2 separate regions of the Mus musculus genome follow, and region 2 is linked to region 1. Evidence: chromatin contacts called from public promoter capture Hi-C data. All regions are on one chromosome and are shown on one strand. The core of a region is the stretch at or near the end of the contact, and the rest is flanking DNA. Distances in the headings are between cores, read along the strand shown. Region 1 holds the start of Ldhb (lactate dehydrogenase B). Region 2 holds the start of Abcc9 (ATP-binding cassette, sub-family C (CFTR/MRP), member 9).

Evidence for each region. Promoter capture Hi-C pulls out the DNA fragments that hold promoters and counts their contacts.
Region 2: a promoter capture Hi-C map of liver shows a contact between it and region 1, with 5 times the contacts expected there. The contact joins the promoter of Abcc9 here to the promoter of Ldhb in region 1. A contact is called at or near these places in 10 of 39 promoter capture datasets (the HPC-7 cell line, cranial neural crest, embryonic stem cells and 6 more), 1 of 115 datasets of contacts at active chromatin or transcription factors (embryonic stem cells) and 3 of 9 other capture datasets (adipose tissue, liver and pancreatic islet).

What each region holds. Positions count from the first base shown.
Region 1 is chr6:142,506,330-142,509,886 of GRCm38.p6, reverse strand. Ldhb (lactate dehydrogenase B) reads left to right here and starts at 1,930. Exons shown (of 8, transcript NM_008492.3): 1 at 1,930-2,034.
Region 2 is chr6:142,700,531-142,704,087 of GRCm38.p6, reverse strand. Abcc9 (ATP-binding cassette, sub-family C (CFTR/MRP), member 9) reads left to right here and starts at 1,814. Exons shown (of 40, transcript NM_011511.2): 1 at 1,814-1,924; 2 at 2,185-2,271.

The DNA of each region.
Region 1 (3,557 bases), core at 681-3,180:
CCCTGCAACCCTGCGCTTCCTGAATCCTACTTAGTGCACAGAGCAGCTATGCCATGATCCACACACACACACACTCTCTCTCTCCCTCTCTCCCTCCCTCTCTCCCTCCCATTAAAGCTGGTGTTTCTCTGTGTAGGCCTGGCTGACCTAGAACTCCGTTTCTAGACCAAATTGGCCTTGAACTCAGAGACCTGCCTGTTGTCTGTCTCTGCCTCCCGAGTTCGGGGGACTAAGGGCACGAGCCACCTCGCCCGCTCAGGAGCACATTCTGCGTGATCACTTGCTGATGTTTGCAACCCTCTAGCAGTGTGCACATTGCCATTAGCAGGCATCCTGTCTTGTGTGTCTTGGTCCCTGCAGCACTACTCCTACATAGGAACATTCTCCGTACATAGTTTTAAAGGAGGAAACCCCAGCCTCTCTTTTGCTATTTCAGTTTACATTTGGGTTCGGTTTTATAACCCGCCTCACTCCCCGAGAACAATATACTTTAACTTTAGCCCTTGTTGCCTGCATGTTTCCTAAGCATTTACCTTGCAGATGGAAAGCTCTATTCTTTCCCTAAAATTCCCCCTAGCCACCCCTTCCCCTTCAGCTCCTGGTACTGATACTCTTTTTCACTGCTGGGATTCAAACCCCAAACACTAAGGCTGTACTCTACCCCAAAGTCCCATCCATAGCTGCCTGTCACATCTCTATCAAAGAGTCTCCTTTTCTTCAATTCCTACAATTCCTTCTACTCCCCAGTAATGTGATAGCTCTACCCAGACTCCCCCAAATTTTCAGTAAAATTGGGGCAGAGGGCAGCACCCAAAGAGCACAGTTATATTCACACTTACACCTTCAATGCTTGGCAGAGGGAAGTTCTATTTATAGAGTTAGTAGTCGTTGACAAGAGGTACACACTTAAAGAAAACAAAAGGCAAATTCTCACACAGCAACTCCAGTGAGCTTGCTAGATGGGGAAACAATTTTATCTTAAGAAAACACAACTGCCCTAAATTTTCACAACACTTCTGATTGCTTAATCCATGCTGGAATAAGGAACCGGGCACTGGGCTGGATGAGACAAAGAGCTAAGAATGTGGGAAGACAATTACAGGGCTGGGGATGCTACTCCCTGCTAAACTGTGAGCTCCTGGGTTCTATGCGAAGCGCTCTCTCTCTCTCTCTCTCTCTCTCTCTCTCTCTCTCTCTCACACACACACACACACACACACACTGTACCAGCTCAGCGACTCCTAGGGAAGTTACATCTTTCTTAGGGTTCTTATTTTTTCTCCCTGGGGCCAGGCTTTTTCTTGGGACCTTGCAGTTTCCTGGAGGAACTGTGAAAGGCAGAAATCAGGCACCTTCGATCTTGTTGGGCAGCTATTAGTTGAATTAGGTGTGGGGAGAGGGGGAGGGGCGGTTACTGTCTTATTGAAGGAACTTTAAATGACCAAAAATCTGTTCTCTTCTGGGTTAGTTTGTTTTTGTTTGTTTGAAACAGTCTTAATGGAGAGGCCTAGGCTGGTCTCAAACTCCTGACTTCCCTCAGGACTCAGCCTTACCAGTGCTGGGATAACAGGCGTGTATAAACCCCCACTTCTGAAAAGAGTTCAGAAGCTCCGAGGCCTTTTGGAGTGATGTATCAGTAGCATCTTAAGCAAGGCGACTGCTCTAAAGTGGAGCCGGAATGCAACCTAGACATAGGTTTCTATTAGCACAAGATGGAGACCGTACAGAAGGCCAGAGAGGCAGGTTTACGGAATAAGTGCCTCAGCGGAAGGTGACCTCTAACTTTAGAGAGCGGGGGAGAGCGCGTGCACACTCCAGCCTTGTCCTTGAAGGAGATTGAACGAGCCGAGGGGAGGGATAGACCCGTCTCGGGTTTCCAATCACAATGGAGAAAGCTAGGAGGCTGGAGCGCCGCGGCCCCGCCTCCTCCTCCTCCTTCTTGTAGAGCCGGAGTCTGCGATCCGCAGAGCAGCAGCCTGCTGACTTTGCAGTGGCTCCCCTGCCTCAGCGCGCCGCAGAGCCTCCTCTTTTCTGGTAGGTCTGAATCCAGGATCCCAAAACCTGACTTAACTGAACATCAGGGTGTGTGTTGTGGGAGTAGGGAGTGCAGAGGTGTTATTGTTTGGCAGAACAGGAGGAAGGAGCTACGTACGACACATCCACTCTTTGGGGCCTTTGTCCCTGAGCATTCATGCCCCTACCTATTTCTTCTTTGTGGTTTTGGGTGGCAAGCCGAGCGAGCAGAGGTGCGCAGCTGAGCTCCCGACTCGGTCTGCACCTTGGTACAGCCTGAGCACAGGGTGGTCTCGGGCCTGTGTGCTATCAATAGAAAGACTTGTAACGTAAGGTAAGTCAAACCTAGTCTCTTCAAGTCCTTGGCAGTTAGCACATCACCCATCAGCTGCGATGCAGCCTGGGGCGCAAGCCAGGGCAGCGCGCCCAGTGGCCGGGGAACCGAGCAAGGTCTAGGTGGGTCCCTGTGAAGGTTGGAAGGTCTTGCACCTGGTGATGGAGAACGGTCCCAGCTATTTTAGCAATGAGGATAAAGGAAAGTTCGGTCCGGAACACCAGGCTTCGTCCCCTCTCACGCTGCCCGCCCTGCAGCCGGGTACTTGCTGGGCCTCTTTAGATGCGCTAGGATTTTGTTTACTTCTTGTGCTAAGTGTGGAAGCCTAGGCTTTCCCCCTGGAGACCGTAATCGAGGTGTGCGCTGGTGTCTCCCTCGTGACCTGCTTTGCACAGGAGGAAAGGTGGCTTGGGTGTCACGGAACTGAACAAGCTCCGACAGCACCTGGGGTCGGGGGTAGGGTGAAGGATATGACTGGTTTTAATGGAGAAATTGGAGGCCATACCCGGGCATTAAGAGTTAACATAGGTGATTCTCTGCGGAGTCGTCCTTAGCCTCTGACCTAGACCACTGGTTCTTATCCACAGGAGATGGGAATGTGGGGGCACCCTGAGGCGAGGGTGTTTTTTCCTGTTCCTTTCTCTCTACAGTCAACTCCCTGATTTGACACAGGCTTGCTACAACGCAAACTATTTTCTTCTCATTCTCTATCACTGTGGGAGGTGGGGGTGGGAGGAGAATACACGCTGAACTTCAGTCTAGATATCTGCCTGTGCTTGCTGGATCTTCAACACTGCCGCTTTTGAAATTCCCCAAAGCGATTTAAAATGTTTTCAGGACAGCTTCAACGTTCCAGCGTTTCAGATAGCATCCCAGGATGATGGAGGGTGACCTTGGCCTCTCCTGACTCTCCTACCTCCACCTCCCAAACGTTGGGACTCCAGGCCTTCCTAATGTTCTCTGGAGCCTATCAGATTTTAAGCCAACTAACAAAAATAAACTTGGTGTGGGCAGGCTTTGGGGAGGCTCTGCTTTTCTTACTGTTGAGGCTACTCAGCTGAAACTGCCTAAGACACAGGGCCTGACTGGATTCATTTTAAGGTTGGTGCTTTGTCCAAACCCTCCCACAGCAGTTCATCTTCCCACCCACCAAAAAACTACAAGTGTAATTCTCTAAGGCTAAAATAACCCTCTAAAATCTCTAAAATAG
Region 2 (3,557 bases), core at 565-3,064, 190 kb before region 1:
GTTCTACAAGAGCAGCAAGCACTCTTAGTCACCGAGCTGTGAGTCCAGGCTCATTAATAGTAGTATATTTTTTAAAATTCTAAGTGCAATTTCCTTTTGAGTATTTCTATTCAAACTGTATATTTGGCATTATCTGTCTCCTAGTTCCCAATTCTCTGCCCGACTTGGTGTTTCCACATTCTGGACACAATTCTGAGTTTCCCTGTTCTCGAACCACACTCTCTTTTCCTGGCCCCAAAAGCTTGCTATAGGGTGCAGTTACATGCCATTCCGAGGCCGTAAGATCAGTCCAGGATCATCGTAGGTGCCAGCTCTTTCTGGCCTTGGAGGCCCCTGGAAGTGGTACATTCTGGCTCTGGAAGCTGGCCAAGGCTGCAAGGACCTTCCCAGAAAGTGACTCCATTCTCATCTCCTCTGGGGCATGCTGTGCTGGGGTCAGCTTCTGAGCAGCAACTTCTGGAGGCCAGGAGGCCATGGGGTGCTGAGTTCAACTTTAGGGACAGCATGAGGAACCTCGAAGGCACCAGCCCGCCAGGCTGACGAGCCTTTATCTGATCAGGACGGTTGCTACGAACACTGATTACTGCAAAGGACTCAAAACTGGCCCTTGGGAATCTCGAGAGTTTATTCAAGAGTTACTGAGGCCAAAAATTACCCAGTGTGATCATGGCTCATATCTGTAATCGTAACAATCTAGAAGCTGAGCCAGGAGGATTACTGCGAGTTTGAGTCCAAGCCAGGGTGTCTAACCTTCACCCCCTCAAAAAAAATTTTTTTTTAATTTAAAATTCACCCCTTACCACCAGAGGAAAAGTTATTGTGGAGTGTCACATATACATGCATATCTATATCAAAAGCGGGTGTGTGTGTGTGTGTGTGTGTGTGTGTGTGTGTGTGTGTGTGTGTGTGTGTGTGTGTGTAGCTGGCTTCTAACCTGCTATGTGTCTGCTTCTTGCTTTGAACTCCCTGCATCTTTCCCCCAAATGATGGCATTTCAGAAGAACACCAACCACAGTCTGCCTTCAATAGATATTGTTTTAAGCAAGTTTTGTTATTTTAAGAGTTAATTATATCTGTTTGTGAAAGCGATGAAACAAATGAACAAATAAAAAATACTGTTGATGCTGAAACTTGAAATCAAACTCAAATTTTGGAGTGCTCAGACAAGTGCCATTGGTCCATTAGTCTGGACCAGCAGGCAAATTCCCCGGGTCACTGAAAGATTCTGCCCTGTGCCTGCCCATCCAAGTGAGACAAGCATGCCTGGTGGCAGTTTGTTTTGCCTAGAATGAACTATTCAGTTCTCAGTCCTGCTGGGGGCGAAGCTGGGCGAATGGATGGCACTTTTAAATCATTTTTTGGTGGCTAAAGCTAAGGCTGCCTGCAGAGCTGATACTTTCCATGTTTTCATATCTGATAAGCCTCCTCTTTGAGGGTCTGGGGGTCGGTTTTTGCAAGTTCCGCTTTCTGGTGGAGTCTTGGGGGATCCACATATGGCGTGAGTTTGGCACATCTTCACTGCGCTCACCCGTAGGAGCAGCTCCGGAGGAGTGGGGAGTGGTGTGGAGGGTCTGGGGGAGGGTGGTCCTGAATGGGAATGGCCGGAGTGATGGAGGGTCCCAGGTAGGGATGATCCGGGCAAGGAGGGTGGGGGTGAAGAGGGTCCTGGATGGGGAGGGTCCCCGCCTCAGGCGTCTGGGGTGCCTGCAGTTTCCTGCCAGGGCGCGGCAGTGTCCGCCCCAGGCCACAGCGCAGCGCAGCGGAGGAGAAACGCGATAGGAGGCAGCAGCTGGCCTCCCACCACCCTAAAAATAATCCACTCGCCGGCTGCTGACCCGGGAGGAAAACTTGTCGTCCCATGGAGTGCGTGAGCTCCTCGGCTTGCTACAGAGAGATCCCCAACCACTCTGAGGAGTCACTGGCTGTAAGCTGTTGATTTTGATCTAGTATTCCGTCAGTAAAGGCATTCGCTATTTCTAGGATTCAGGGGACTTGCTGGCGAGAAGGTGGGATCAGGTTTCCAAAGTTTGACTTACACAATCCTGCCGGCTGGAGCCGAAACCGGCTGGAAACAGGGAAAGATGTCACTGATATATATATAGAGAGAGACTTTGTTAGCCATTCCCCTTTACAATTCACGCAGCAGCTTTTTCTCTACTAAATTTGTTACTCTTTGCTCTTTAGGAGAAATTTACATCTTCAGACGGTGGGCAGGCTGTTGGTAGCTCAAGTGCACCAGTAGGGGGACTAAGCCCTGGAGCCAAAGCCAAGGTATATTTATTTATTTATTTATTTATTTATTTATTTATTTATTTATTGTTTGCTTGTTTGCTCCGCGTTGGTTACAGTGTCTAAAAACAATCTTATCTGCGCAGGGGTCCCCAGCATTGTCTTTCTTGTGTCACAGAACGTCATAGCCCCTGGAGGGTAAACGCATGGACTAAGACTCGATAATGGATCAAGTCCGTGGTCATTTTCTTGCTAGGAAATTTCCTACTTGGATCTGTATAGAACCAGCCAGACAGCTAGTTAGACAGCCAGACACATCTACGCATTTTGTGAGGTCTCCACTGAGCAAGTTCAGTGAAACGATTGCAGCATTTGCTTTGGCGGAGGGTGGACATCCTGGGCACGTCGTGGGTGGGTCGTCGCTGCCTTAGGTGCCTTTCAGAGGTGAGCTTCTCATTCAGGATGCTTTGCCTAAGCGCTCAGTAGCTCAGGGGTGAGTTGTTCCACATGCAAGAAGGAAAGCTATCCCGTGCATGTTTGCTTTAGATGTGTCCAGAGCCCGAGCTTGGCTGACACTGTCAATGGGGTCACAACTGACAGTCGCTGCCGGGTGAGCAGGGAGGTGGCTGCTTCTCACTCAGTCTTAAGTGGCTGGCAAAAGTAACTAGCGTTTAGTTCCTGATATCTTTTAATATCTTAGCAGTTTTTGGAATTACTTCAGTTAACCTTTGTTCCTCTGTAGAAGTATCAGAAGAGTTGATAGATACATTACTAGAGTTTTGAACGGATACCATGTTTTATGCATACCAGGGGCTGGGGAACGTCTCACAGTGCAGGGCCAGGGCCAAGCACGCTGCTGTTGCTATTCTCCGCAGGAAACAAGAGGACTCCTCTTCCCTCTGTGTTCTGTCCTGCAGGCTACCCCACAGCCAAAGTCTCACTTTTGATCTGTTTTGAAGTTGGCTCCTTCCAAGTCCCCATCCCCAACGACTCTTGTAAGCACTTGACCGCCTTCCAGAGGGATTATGCTCGTGGGGAGAAGATGGGCTGCTTTCCCCTATGGTCCCTTTCCTCCTTGTTGCTGTCACTTTCGTGCACAAACTGAGCCTAAACAGATACAGGGGGAGGGGCACCAGCAATGGATGGCAGGTGACAGTCTGACCCTCAAGAGCATCAGTGTATGGCCTTCCTCAAGTGCTTACAACAGCCTGAGCTCTGGAAGGGAACCACAGACCAGACGCTGTTTGGAAATTTAAGGATTTATTAGAAGGCTGGGGTATAGTTTGGTTTGTAGGGTGAATGCCTGACATCATGAGGATCTGGATTCA